2 separate regions of the Ovis aries genome follow, and region 2 is linked to region 1. The links are chromatin contacts, called in public Hi-C maps. All regions are on one chromosome and are shown on one strand. The core of a region is the stretch at or near the end of the contact, and the rest is flanking DNA. Distances in the headings are between cores, read along the strand shown. Region 1 overlaps NXPE3 (neurexophilin and PC-esterase domain family member 3). Region 2 overlaps LOC121816352 (a long non-coding RNA gene).

Evidence for each region. Hi-C and Micro-C count contacts between places; a contact is called where the count stands out from the background.
Region 2: a Hi-C map of retroperitoneal adipose tissue shows a contact between it and region 1, with 5 times the contacts expected there. The contact joins two enhancer-like sites. A contact is called at or near these places in 12 of 16 Hi-C or Micro-C datasets (blood, hypothalamus, mesenteric adipose tissue and 5 more).

What each region holds. Positions count from the first base shown.
Region 1 is chr1:167,062,933-167,069,487 of ARS-UI_Ramb_v3.0, forward strand. The region is part of intron 3 of NXPE3 (neurexophilin and PC-esterase domain family member 3); the gene reads left to right. Among named protein-coding and RNA genes, the nearest start is that of NFKBIZ, 31 kb to the right of the region's middle. Within about 2 kb of position 3,314, at least 19 of the 54 cell types and tissues checked have an H3K27ac peak or open chromatin away from gene starts, as enhancers often do.
Region 2 is chr1:167,524,810-167,531,364 of ARS-UI_Ramb_v3.0, forward strand. It overlaps LOC121816352 (a long non-coding RNA gene), which reads left to right. Exons shown (of 9, transcript XR_006055889.2): 7 at 3,529-3,619. Among named protein-coding and RNA genes, the nearest start is that of ZPLD1, 280 kb to the right of the region's middle. Within about 2 kb of position 3,257, at least 5 of the 54 cell types and tissues checked have an H3K27ac peak or open chromatin away from gene starts, as enhancers often do.

The DNA.
Region 1 (6,555 bases), core at 2,064-4,563:
TTATGTCTGCTCTTACAACCACTGCCGTATAAATTTCCTTCACCATCAATGTTCAAGATAAACATAAAGTTGAGTAATGACTTGGTTATGTTTTTAAATTATTTTTATTCCGCTTATACAGTACAACTTACATCAAAATTCTTTCTGAGCTCCAAGAAACGCTGGCTTTTTAAACAGTTCAGACTGCTTGAAATTGTTAGTCGGGATATATTTTTGTCCCAGTTGACCATAAGAGGGCAGTGTAGGTATACATATTTCTCTTTAAAAATACCTTTTGTTATCTAGTGCTGCATGTTTAAAGAATTAATGTGAGGTTCAGTAATTGATTTGCTTTGCTTGACTTAACTCTGATAGTGAATATAATTAACATTTGAATGGAAATGGTAATTGTTTCCGGTGTGATATACATGTTTCTTTGTAACACTTACTTGACACAGAATAGCTGAGTGTACTAACTTAACCTAGCAAAAATTGTGACTTTAAAATCACTTTTGATTCCCATTCCAGTAGATATTTTCTCTGGGCCCCAGGTGTGTGCTCTGGCCTGTGCAACCTTTATGTGTTGATGTAATAAGGAACTTTGGGCAAGATGAGATGACATGGTTATGCCTCATTTAGTAGCATGTTGAGAAATTGCTTTTGAATAAGTCAAACAAATGTTTACCCTACCCCCCAGTTTTCTTTGATAATCACATTTGCCACAAAAGCATTTACAATGCTGTTTGCTTTTCAGTTGAGACCTTGAACCTGCAAAGAATTTGCAGATGCCTAAGAAAAAGGATTAAATATGCACCCTCTATCAAATAGGGCATCTTCTTTGAAGGGAATAAAACCAAAATAACTTTGAGTAATATAGATAATATCAAGAAGTCAAAGAAGGGGCCTCCCTGGTGGCTCGCTATGAAAGAGCCCGCCTACCAGTGCGGGAAGATCCCACATGCCACAGGGGTAGCTGAGCCTGTGTGCACAGAACTATGGAGCCTGTGCTCTAGAGTCCAGGAGCCACAACTAGAGAAAGGCCCCTGCGGCGGTGAAGGCCCAGCACTGCCATAAATAAAGAAAGAAAAGAAAAAATGAACTGGAGCAAGCAGACAGGCATTGGAAGGAGGTAGAATTTTTTTTTTTTTAAATAAAGAAATCAAAGAAGCTGAAAATAGTCATGAGTAGGAGACTTGCTTAAATTTCAATTTCTAAGTCATGTGAGCTCTTGGATTTTGAATTGTGGTTAGACAGGTGAGACTATAGCATTGATGGATTATGATCAAGATTTGAACCTTGGGGTGTGTAAGGGAGTGATACAAAATGATAGGTGGTTTTTGGAAGATTATAAACTTGAATAATAAGTGCTAGAAATGAATAAATGTACACTTTCCAGAAAAAAAGCCTAAAAGAAAATGGCCGGTATCCACAGACATCTTGTTTTGGGAAGTGATGTAGCGCAGTGGTTAAGAGCATGGCCGTGGGGGCTCACCTGCTTAGATTAGATCCTGGCTTTGCTACTTCCTGGCTCTGGAACTGAGGTCAAATTACTTAACTGTTTTGAAAGGTAGGACCTATCTTGAAGGGTTATTGTGAGCGTCCGATGAGATAATACATTTAATTGCTCAGAAGAGTGTCTGGTGCAGAGTAAACTTGCAGGAAATATTAGGCCTCCCTGTTGAAGCAAGTAAAATGCTCTGTTTCCACTGAAAAATTCCAGTGGCATTTTCTGAGGGAGGTGTTTGGTAAGAAGGGTGTTGACTGTCACTGTGAAAGGTGTCCTGATGCTTGTGTGATCATGTGTAACTACGCTACAAGCATGAGTACACACTGCTGATGCAATTTTTTTTAAATCTGGCCACATTGGATCTTAGTTGAGGCATGTGAGATCTAGATCTAGTTCCCTGACCAGGGATGGAACCCCAGCCCCCTGCACTGGGAGCACGGAGTCTTAGCCACTGGACCCCCAGAGAAGTCCCTGATGCAATTTTAATATTATTCATTGTGTATAAGGACTTTTGAACCTTTTGTGTTGTGGAGAGTAAGTCTGTAGATCTTGTGTCATTGGTTTGTTTTCTGTGTTCAGTGATGGTTTTCTGAGTTAATATTTGATTGTGGGACCCATTGATTGAAACTTTTGAATGAGCTGAGAAACAGTAAGGACTAATACTGCCATGCATATGTAAAATATTAATTTAAATTGTTACTTGCCTCACAGGCATTTGGGTGAGCCATAACCCCAGACAGCGCTTAGATCTACACATTTCCTTGGTTTTTGCCTGCTTTTATTTTGAGAAAAACATGCTTCATCAGAGGGAATGCTCAATGTCCCCTTTCCCCTTCTGTCCACAAACATCCTCACACCCATTTTAAATCTTATTTTTGTGCAAAGGAGAACTTTTTGTAGGAGAGGGAAAGTCTGGGATTTCTTTGAGATGTGACAGCCGGAAATGTCACCCATAACCAGCAGGCTAACAAACATAGGAGCATAATTGTGTTTTAACTTGAAACATTTCTTATGTATGACTTGTTGGAAGAGAATTTCAGAATATCTTTTTTTTTTTTCTTTCAGAAACCAACAGCCTAGAACTATCTCAAGGCTTAGGAACTTTTCCTTCTGGTTATTATTACAAAGATCAGTGGAGGCCCAGGAGGTTTAAGATGCGCCAGTTTAATGACCCTGACAACATTACAGAATGCTTACAGAGAAAAGTGGTGTATTTCTTTGGTGACTCAACAATCAGGCAGTGGTTTGAATACCTCACTACATTTGTTCCAGGTTGGTACTTTGCTTTTTGCTTCATAACTCCCATACATACAAGATCCAGCTCTGAAATAAGCAGACCCAGTCCAGTACCTGCAGAAAGGCACCAGGTGAGGGAAAACTGACTTCTCCAAAGGACTAAAGGTGGGTCCTAATGCTGGAGAGATGAGTGATAGTTTCTGACCAGTGGTGGGGCTGTCATGCGTCAATGAAAGTTCTGGCTGCCTGTTGCAGTTCACACCACTGACAAGACGTGTGACTCTGGACAAATCATCTGCTTCTCGGGGCTTCCTTTCTCCAAGTGTGTGATGAAGCGCTGGACACTCACTTCATAGGTGTCTTCCCTTCTGACATTCTAGGCTGGGAAATGGAAGTGAACATTTTCCGTTGTTTCTCTTCTAGTTCTGTTTGGTCCTACTCCAAGTTTATAATAGATTTAAGTGGAAGGAGACAGACAAACTGTAGTCCAGTTTACTGCATCCAGGCAACAGAGTGTCCCTGTGTCGCCCACTGGGCCGTCTGCTGTGTGACTCTGAGATGAGCTGCCTGTCACCAAGGGAGTCTGGCCAGTCCAGCCTTCTTAGCTTCCTGGTCTCACTGCTGGGCTCTGGGCAGCTCTTCAGACTTGGAACAAAACCCTGCTCATTGGAGGGCCGTCCCTTATTCTCAGGAGGCCTTTTCCTCTTCCCAGAAAGGGTGTGGATAGAGCGAGGAGGGGCGGATCCAGGGCAGCAAGACTGAAAACCCTGCTTAGAGTTTACAGAGCTGACCAACAGCTTTGTGGGAACTGGTTTTTTTTTTTTAATTTTAAATTAATTTTTATTACAATATAGTTAATTTACAATGTTGTGTTAGTTTCTACTGTACAACAAAGTGAATCAGCTATACATGTACGCATATCCCCTCTTTTTTAAGATTTCCCTCCCATTTAGGTAACCACAGAGTACTGAGTAGAGTTCCCTGTTATAATAAAATAGTTATCTATTTTATTATCTATTAAGTTTACTATTTTATTATCTATTATCACTAATTATCTATTTTACACAGGTAGTGTATATATGTCAATCCCAGTTTCCCAGTTCATTCCATTCCCCCATCCCTCCTTTTTTTTTTTGTTTGTTTTTAGTTTTTTATTTTTTAAATTTTAAAATCTTTAATTCTTACATGCTTTCCCAAACATAAACTCCCCTCCCACCTCCCTGCCCATAACATCTCTCTGGGTCATCCTCATGCACCAGCCCCAAGCATGCGGTATCCTGCGTCAGACATAGACTGGCGATTCAATTCTTACATGATAGTATACATGTTAGAATGCCATTCACCCAAATCATCCCACCCTCTCCCTCTCCCTCTGAGTCCAAAAGTCTGTTATACACATCTGTGTCTTTTTTCCTGTCTTGCATACAGGGTCGTCATTGCCATCTTCCTAAATTCCATATATATGTGTTAGTATACTGTATTGGTGTTTTTCTTTCTGGCTTACTTCACTCTGTATAATCGGCTCCAGTTTCATCCATCTCATCAGAACTGATTCAAATGAATTCTTTTTAACGGCTGAGTAATGCTCCATTGTGTATATGTACCACAGCTTTCTTATCCATTCATCTGCTGATGGACATCTAGGTTGTTTCCATGTCCTGGCTATTATAAACAGTGCTGCGATGAACATTGGGGTACAGGTGTCTCTTTCCATTCTGGTTTCCTTGGTGTGTATGCCCAGCAGTGGGATTGCTGGGTCATAAGGTAGTTCTATTTGCAATTTTTTAAGGAATCTCCCCACTGTTCTCCATAGTGGCTGTACTAGTTTGCATTCCCACCAACAGTGTAGGAGGGTTCCCTTTTCTCCACACCCTCTCCAGCATTTATTGCTTGCAGATTTTTGGATCACAGACATTCTGACTGGTGTGAAGTGGTACCTCATTGTGGTTTTGATTTGCATTTCTCTAATAATGAGTGATGTTGAGCATCTTCTCATGTGTTTGTTAGCCATTCGTATGTCTTCTTTGGAGAAATGTCTATTTAGTTCTTTGGCCCATTTTTTGATTGGGTCGTTTCCATCCCTCCTTAATATCTGTATGTTTGTTCTCTAACAGCTGTGTTTCTATTTCTACTTTGCAAATAAGTTCATCTGTACCATTTTGTGAGAACTATTTTTGATGGCTGTTTATGGACAGGACTTTTCACAAAACAAAATTCCACAGTTGTGAGTGGTTGTGTGTGGTGTTTTTTATTTTTCTCTTCTGTTTATTATATCAACTTAGTTTCATTTGAAGGAAATCAGGAAGTAAATATGACCCCCAAAACTAGAAAATTAATTATGATTTTGATTTGCTTTAAAAAAAATGGAAACAGACATAGCAGAGTTCTAGTTGATAAAAGACAAGTTAAGCAGGAGAAGGGAAACCATTTGTATGGCATGATGCTAGGCAGAGTTTGGTGCTGACCAGGCAGGGCCTTCTAGCAGTTGGTATTTGCTTGGTTCTTAAGTTCTAATGAGCTCGGTATTTCCTTTAATAGCAGTGATCACATTGAGTGTCTTGTTCATTTTCCACCGTAGCCTTTGCAGACAGATTTTTGCCTGATAAAGCCTTGTGTCAGTGCTTGATCTTAATCTGAAGAAAGAATGGTAAATTGAACTTTTATGCAATTTAATTGGGGCCAAATGCTAAGTATAATGAGAGTGAGAATTAGGTATGAGAATCTAGAAAAGCCTGGGTGGGACTTCATGGAAAAAAAAGTGAAACCTTAACTTTAACTCTTAAAAGTAAATAATATGGGACAATTATAGTTTGATGTTAATTCTTCAAAAATGACTATAAACTCCTTGAGGGCAAGGACTGTGACTTTCCCATCTGAGCATTGCTGACTTTTTTTTTTTAAGCTAGGAAACTAATTCATTAATTACTTTTTTTTTCTTTTTGGCCATGCCATGTAACATGTGGGATCTTAGTTCCGCCACCAGGGATAGAACTCCTATCTCCTTCGGTGGAAGGGAGGAATCTTAATCACTGGACCACCAGGGAAGTCCTGCCTCACTGGCTTATAACACATCAGTGCTGGCACAGAATAGATGCTTAGGCAATGTTAATTCAGTTGGGTTGCCAATGGCTATTTAATCTGGTCTGTGTAAGGCACTTGTAGGACTCTTTAGGGATATGAGACAAATCCTCTTTCCTCATGGGGTCAATGTTCAGCTGTGAATTATACAGCTTTTTTTAGGGGTAATAAGGGAGGATCATCACTGATTCCTGGAATCAACAGAGGAGCTGGACTTGGAAACCCAACTTAGATAAAGGGGAAGGAGTGAAGGGAATTCTAATTTGTGCTGCTGTCTTTGTTACAACACAGAGAGAAGTTTTCTAAGACATTAACAGAGTTTTCCATGCATAAGGTGAAATTGAAAGTCAGAAGAAGCAAGGTTGCTTCTTTTTTTTTGCTTATTATAAAAAGAGGTATTTGGTTACTGTTATGTGTTTGTTAAAAAGCCGAAGTTATAGTTTTTGACCTGGAAGAAATATTTGTCTGTTAGAACAATAATGTGTAAATGTCAAATTGATGTTTAGATATTCAACAATCAGTCAATGCAGATAGGAAGATTTCTTGGCCTAACAGTTAGACGCAAACTGGTTATTTTGCTTCTGAGGTCTAGAATCTATTGCTGATGATATTACTTGTAATTTCATGCTTATGGAGTGACTTAATAAATATATTAGAATAAAGGTCCATTGAAGCTGGGGGTGGGGGGTGGGGGGTGGGGTGCCAAGGTGAAGTGAAATAAGTGTTTTCATTTGTACCTTTTTGTTATTTTACTT
Region 2 (6,555 bases), core at 2,007-4,506, 460 kb after region 1:
TGGTGGGCTGCAGTCCGTGGGGTCGCTAACAGTAGGACATGACTGAGCGGCTTCACTTTCACTTTTCATTTTCCTGCATTGGAGAAGGAAATGGCAACCCATTCCAGTGTTCTTGCCTGGAGAATCCCAGGGACAGGGAGCCTGGTGGGCTGCTGTCTCTGGGGTTGCACAGAGTCAGACACGACTGAAGCGACTTAGCAGCAGCAGCAGGGAATTTAGTATGTAATACATATTTAGAGAAATATTATAAAGGCCTGGGTTAGGTGTAGTATGGTACTTTGAACCACCACCAAAAAAACTTTGACATTTGTCATCATGTTCCACATGATTAGTGTGTGTCTTAGTAATGATGATGGCTTTCAAACTGTCATTGTTTCAAGGTACAGTATCTACTTATGTCAAGGTAGATCTTTAATGATGGTGAATATAAATGTGTATTTCACAGACTCTTCTTGACAATTTGAATAATTTGGGGCTAATTCTTGTTAGGTTAAATCAGTGACAACTTACTTGGAATAAAAGTAAAAAGTCTGACATTGTCTTATTGCCTTAAATTACTTGAGGCAAATGGGCTTCCCATGTGGCGCAGTGATAAAGAATCTGCCGGCCAATTCAGGAGATTCAAAAGATATGGGTTTGATCCCTGGGTTGGGAAGATCCCCAGGTTGGGAAGATCCCCTGATAACCCACTCCAGTATTCTGGCCTGGAAATTTGAGGCAAGCCATTCAAAAATTTTTCCATTACTTTATTATGGAATTTTGCAAATAAATAAAATAAATAAAGAGTATAATGAACCTGATATGCCTTTCACCTAGTTTTAGTAATTATCACTGCATGGTATATCTTATTTCCCCTATATATATATCTTCCTACTCATCTCACCTCAGATTATTGTAAATCAGTTCTCAGACAATGTATCCTTTTACCTGTGTATATTTTGGTATATACTTCCAAAAATGATTATAATGTTGAACACATTAAAATGAATGATGCTTTAAAATATTATTAAATATTTAGTGTTCAAATTTCTGCTATTGTTTTATAACTTCATTTTTATTTTTGAGATTAAAGTAATATGTTGAGGATACATTTTGGGAGTAGCTGCCGTGGTACTTTCTGTTTGACTCATTTAATGTGGGAGAAAGAGTTTGAAGGTAAAGATTTTTTGAGTGAGTGAGGGTATTGTATGCTGACATGAGGAGAAATGTAGAGGTGGTGAGAGGGAGAAAATGAAGACTTCAGTTTAAGATGTGTGAAAATAACAAGATGGAAATAACAAGTTGACATTTGGATGAATAAACCCAGAACTCATAAAGGAGGCATGACTGAGATATGGAAATTTGGGAATATGTGTGGCAGAGATAATATTTAAAACCATGAGAATAAGAGACAAAAAAAGGTAAGACTGTAGCATTGGAGAGCTCAGAACTAAGACTGGCCAATTCTGTCTCCTTAAAGAGAATGAGAAGGTCTATGCAGAAAAATCAAGGGTATGCAGAGGTAACCCTGGAAGAGATGGTTCAGGAAAGCAATAGGGGTCAACAGTGTTCGGTGCTGCAGGGATGTTTTATGAAATGAGAATGAAAAGTCTCTCAGTTATTCTGAGACCCATTTCTACTGCTAAGAGAGTCAGTTAACATACCTGGGTCTCAATTTAACTATCTGAAATATGGTGCTTATGAAAGATGGTGTTGGATCGTCTGGGTAAGGGGTGTTGGTCAGGAAGTGCTAGGCATTTCATCCAGCACTGTAAGTGGGTTAGTGTGAGCAAAAGGTGATATAGACCATTTTCTCTGTGTGTGTTTAGTTACCAAGTCGTGTCCAATTCCTTTGGGACCCTGTGGACTATAGCCCACCATGCTCCTCAGTCCATGGGATTTCCCAAACAAGAATACTGGAATGGGTTGCCATTTCCTTCTCCAGGAGATCTTCCCAGTTGAGGGATCAAACCCTCATTTCCTGCATTGCAGGTGGATTCTTTGCTGCTGAGCCACTGGGTTCTACCAACTCTATAAAATCTGTGAGGTGTGAGAACATTGTACCTTATGGGACAAACAAAGGGATTTTCCGAGTCACTCTGTAAATTACTAGGTAAATATAAAGTGACATTTCTGTTTCTGAGACAATAAATGTCAAAGAGAATTTTTCTGTGCACTGGTTGTGGCAGATTTAAGGCAGATGCAACCATGATGTTGATTTCACAGAGAAGAATCTGGAGACAAGGTTGTCAAGGCTGTGATCCCAAGTGTTAATGCATTAGCATCTTGGGAGTTTCGAGGTCCCTAAGGCTTTAAGATTTGTTTGCCTCTAGTGTTATTAAGTTATGGCCACTAGAAAATTCTGTCTTATCTTCATTTCACAGAGCTATCTAGAAATAATGAATATTCGGAAACCCCCATTTTCAGTTCAAGACCCTGTACTTCCATCCCTCAGTGTGACTCTCAGAACCTCCCATCCCTGTCCCTGTCATTTATTGTTGAATAGAGGTTGTAGAGGAAAGAGGATGATGATCCCCATTCTGCAGATTCTTGCCCTGGAGATGGTGCTGAGGCTCCAGCTGCGTTTTGGTACCTTGTGCAGGAAGAAATCACAACCTCAAGCAGTGATCCCATGCATTAGGGAAGCGAACCCAGGGCACTTGGGTCAGGAACTCAGTTAGTGTGTTTCTCATGTGCAGGAACCTGATCTTGGGTCCTCACACAAAATCTCATGTGCAGTAAATGCTCAATAACTGCTGTTAAAAAAAAAAAGAAGAAGAAGAATGCCTTACCCAGTCAGGCTGCATGCATCACTGGGGAGGCAAGGCCAGCCTTTGTCATTGGCCTATAATGTCGGTTCCATGGGATGATTTTGAAGTTGCTGTCAATCACCCTGTCCCCCCAGTTACTATGCTTCTGGATGATTGCAATTCTACTTTTGGACTTCCACCAATAAAAAGTCTTGTTCTCTGACAAAATGCAAATGTGCCCAGGAGAGCAAAATTTCATCATCAGATTCATATATCTTACTGAATTTGAGTTTTTTCGATCTCTCCTGAGAGGAGAGTTTGACTAAGGATATTGAGAAGAGAGAGAGAGTAGGAGTGATGAAAAGACAGGGGAATAGTAGCTACAAAATATCTGAGTTTACAGACACCACAGTTATGCCTAGAACTGGTCCTGATTGGTAGACTGACAAGGCAGCTATCCAAGGATAATGTGTATTCACTATGACTCATTTTTTTCCCACTCATTCCTTTACACTTCAATAGGAATACAGGCAATGGGTCAAGTGCCACATACACAGGCAGTCACGGATTATTAACACAGTCACATCTAGATGCACAAAGAGGACAGGAAACATTTTTAGTCTTGCAGCCCCACTTCCTTGCAACTGATTGATTAGCACAGTAACATGAGCAAGCACTAAGCCCTGGGCTTCAGGTGACACATTCAATTAATGACATTCAGGCATGCAAAGAAAGATAAGCATTCTGGTACCAGGCAATTACAAATTATAGACTAATGAATGCGATTTTGTTTTCACAGATTTTCCCATTTTACTCTATAACACTGGGATCAACATTCATTAGCTCAGAAGGATCTAGGTTCAGGCATGCTGGCAAGGCATCAATATAAGGTAAGCTTCTGCATTTGTTCAATGTGTATGCCAGATTAGATGGAATTACCAAACTTAATCTGACCTCTAGTGGCATTTGGTAATAATGAGCACACTTGAAATATACCTAGAAGCTTTGCTGTGGAAATCCTGCCATGTTTTATTTTAAAACTGGAAGAAATCTTAGAGATGATGTGCTTAGGAAGCATCCCACCCACTGCTCCATTCTGCAGGTGAGGAGATGAGGTCTAGAAATGTTGAGTGATTTGACTGAAAGATTGAAGAGCTAATTGATAGTAAAGACACTAACGATAGAATCCAGGCTTTTATATTTCCATGCAAATATGATACTTTCATCAAAGAAAAATCAATATGAAAATATGTTTAAATGTTGATAAGGATAAGCTGAAATATACAAACTTAATGGCTTTTTGAATACTGTGAGTCAAAATCATCAAGGCACTTTCAGCTCAATATCTGAATATTTTAGTTGAAAGCATATGGAAACTCAATCAAAATTACTGACTGCAGTTGAAACATTTTTTTTTATGTTTAATACATTGATTCTAATAGTATTTATTTTTAAATTAATTTATTTGTTTTAATTGGAGGCTAATTACTTTATAATATTGTAGTGGTTTTTGCCATACAGTGACATGAATCAGCCACGGGTGTACATGTGTTCCCCATCCTGAACCACTCTTCCACCCTCTCCCCATCCCACCCCTCACGGTCATCACAATACACCAGCCTTGAGCAACCTGTCTCATGCATTGAACCTGGACTGGTGATCTCTTTCACATATGATAATATACATGTTTCAATGCTATTCTCTCTAATCCTCCCACCCTCACCTTCTCCCAGAGTCCAAAAGACTTCTATACATCGGTGTCTCTTTTGCTGTCTCACGTATAGGGTCATTGTTACCATCTTTCTAAATTCCATATATATGTGTTCAGTTCAGTTCAGTTGCTCAGTCGTGTCCAACTCTTTGCGACCCCATTAACCACAGCACACCATCCTGTCCATCACCAGCTCTCAGAGTCCACACAAACCCATGTCCATTAAGTCGATGATGCCATCCAACCATCTCATCTTCTGTTGTATCCTTCACCTCCTGCCCTCAATCTTTCCTAGCATCAGAATATTTCCAATGAGTTAGCTCTTTGCATCAAGTGGCCAAAGTACTGGAGCTTCAGCTTTAGCATCTTTCCTTCCAGAGAAATCCCAGGGTTGATCTCCTTCAGAATGGACTGGTTGGATCTCCTTGCAGTCCAAGGGACTCTCAAGAGTCTTTTCCAACACCATAGTTCAAAAGCATCGATTCTTTGGCTCTCAGCTTTCTTTATGGTCCAACTCTCACATCCATACATGACCACTGGAAAAACCATAGCCTTGACTAGATGGACCTTTGTTGGCAAAGTAATGTCTCTGTTTTGAATATGCGCTCTAGGTTGGTCATAACTTTCCTTCCAGGGAGTAAGCATCTTTTAATTTCATTGCTGCAATCACCATCTGCAGTGATTTTGGAGCCCAGAATAGTAGTCTGCCACTGTTTCCATTGTTTCCGCATCTATCTGCCACGAAGTGATGGGACTAGATGCCATGATCTTAGTTTTCTGAATGTTGAGCTTTAAGCCAACTTTTTCACTCTCCTCTTTCACTTTCATCAAGAGGCTCTCTAGTTCTTCTTTACTTTCTGCCATTAGGCTGGTGTCATCTGCATATCTGAGGTTATTGATGTTTCTCCTGCCAATCTTTATTCCAGCTTGTGCTTTTTCCAGCCCAGCGTTTCTCGTGATGTACTCTGCATAGAAGTTAAATAAGCAGGGTGACAATATACAGCCTTGATGTAGTCCTTTTCCTATTTGGAACCAGTCTGTTGTTCCATATCCAGTTCTAACTGTTGCTTCCTGACGTGCATACAGGTTTCTCGAGAGGTGTACTATTTTGGTGTTTTTCCTTCTGACCTACTTCACTCTGTATAATAGGCTCCAGTTTCATCTACCTCATTAGAACTGATTCAAATACATTCTTTTTAATGGCTGAGTAATACACCATTATATATATGTACCACAACTTTCTTATCTATTCATCTGTCAGTGGACATCTAGGTTGCTTCTGTGTCCTGGCTATTATAAAGAGTGCTGCGATGAACATTGGGGTGCATGTGTCTCTTTCAATTCTGGTTTCCTCGGTTTGTATGCCCAGCAATGGGATTGCTGGGTCATATGGCAGTTCTTTTCCATTTTTTTTAAGGAATCTCAACATTGTTCTCCATAGTGGCTATACTAGTTTGCATTCCCACCAACAGTGTAAGAGGGTTCCCTTTTCTCCACACCCTCTCCAGCATTTATTGTTTGTAGACTTTTTGATAGCAGCCATTCTGACTGGCATGAGATAGTACCTCATTGTGGTTTTGGTTTGCATTTCTCTGATAATGAGTGAGAAATATTCTTTTTTTTAAAAACAATCATTTGGCTTCCTCGGGTCTAGTTGTGGCACTCTGGATCCTCATTGCCTCAAGTGGGATCTTTCACTGCAGTGAATAAACTCTCTAGTTGTGGCTCGCATCAGCTTAAGTTGTTCAGTGGCGTGTGAGATCTTAGTCCCTGACCAGGGTTCAAACCCATGTCCCCTGCATTGCAAAGCAGCTTCTTAATCACTGCACCATCAGGAAGCCCATTTCTAATGGTGAATTTCTGGTTTTGTTTTTTTTTTCTCCGAATCTACTCTTTAGAACTATCATGACAATAATCAATACATGGGATAGTTGTGATTTAATTAGAGGAACATTTGGTCATTTGATTCAGTACTCAATTCCAGATTTTGAGAATGTTCAAACTGGGACAAGATATGAGTCTTTGTATACCTAGTTCCCAGTCTTCAGTAAAATTGCGGGCAGTGTAAAGTAGGGAAAAAGAATGCAGGTTTCAAGTTTGAGCAGACCTGGGTAG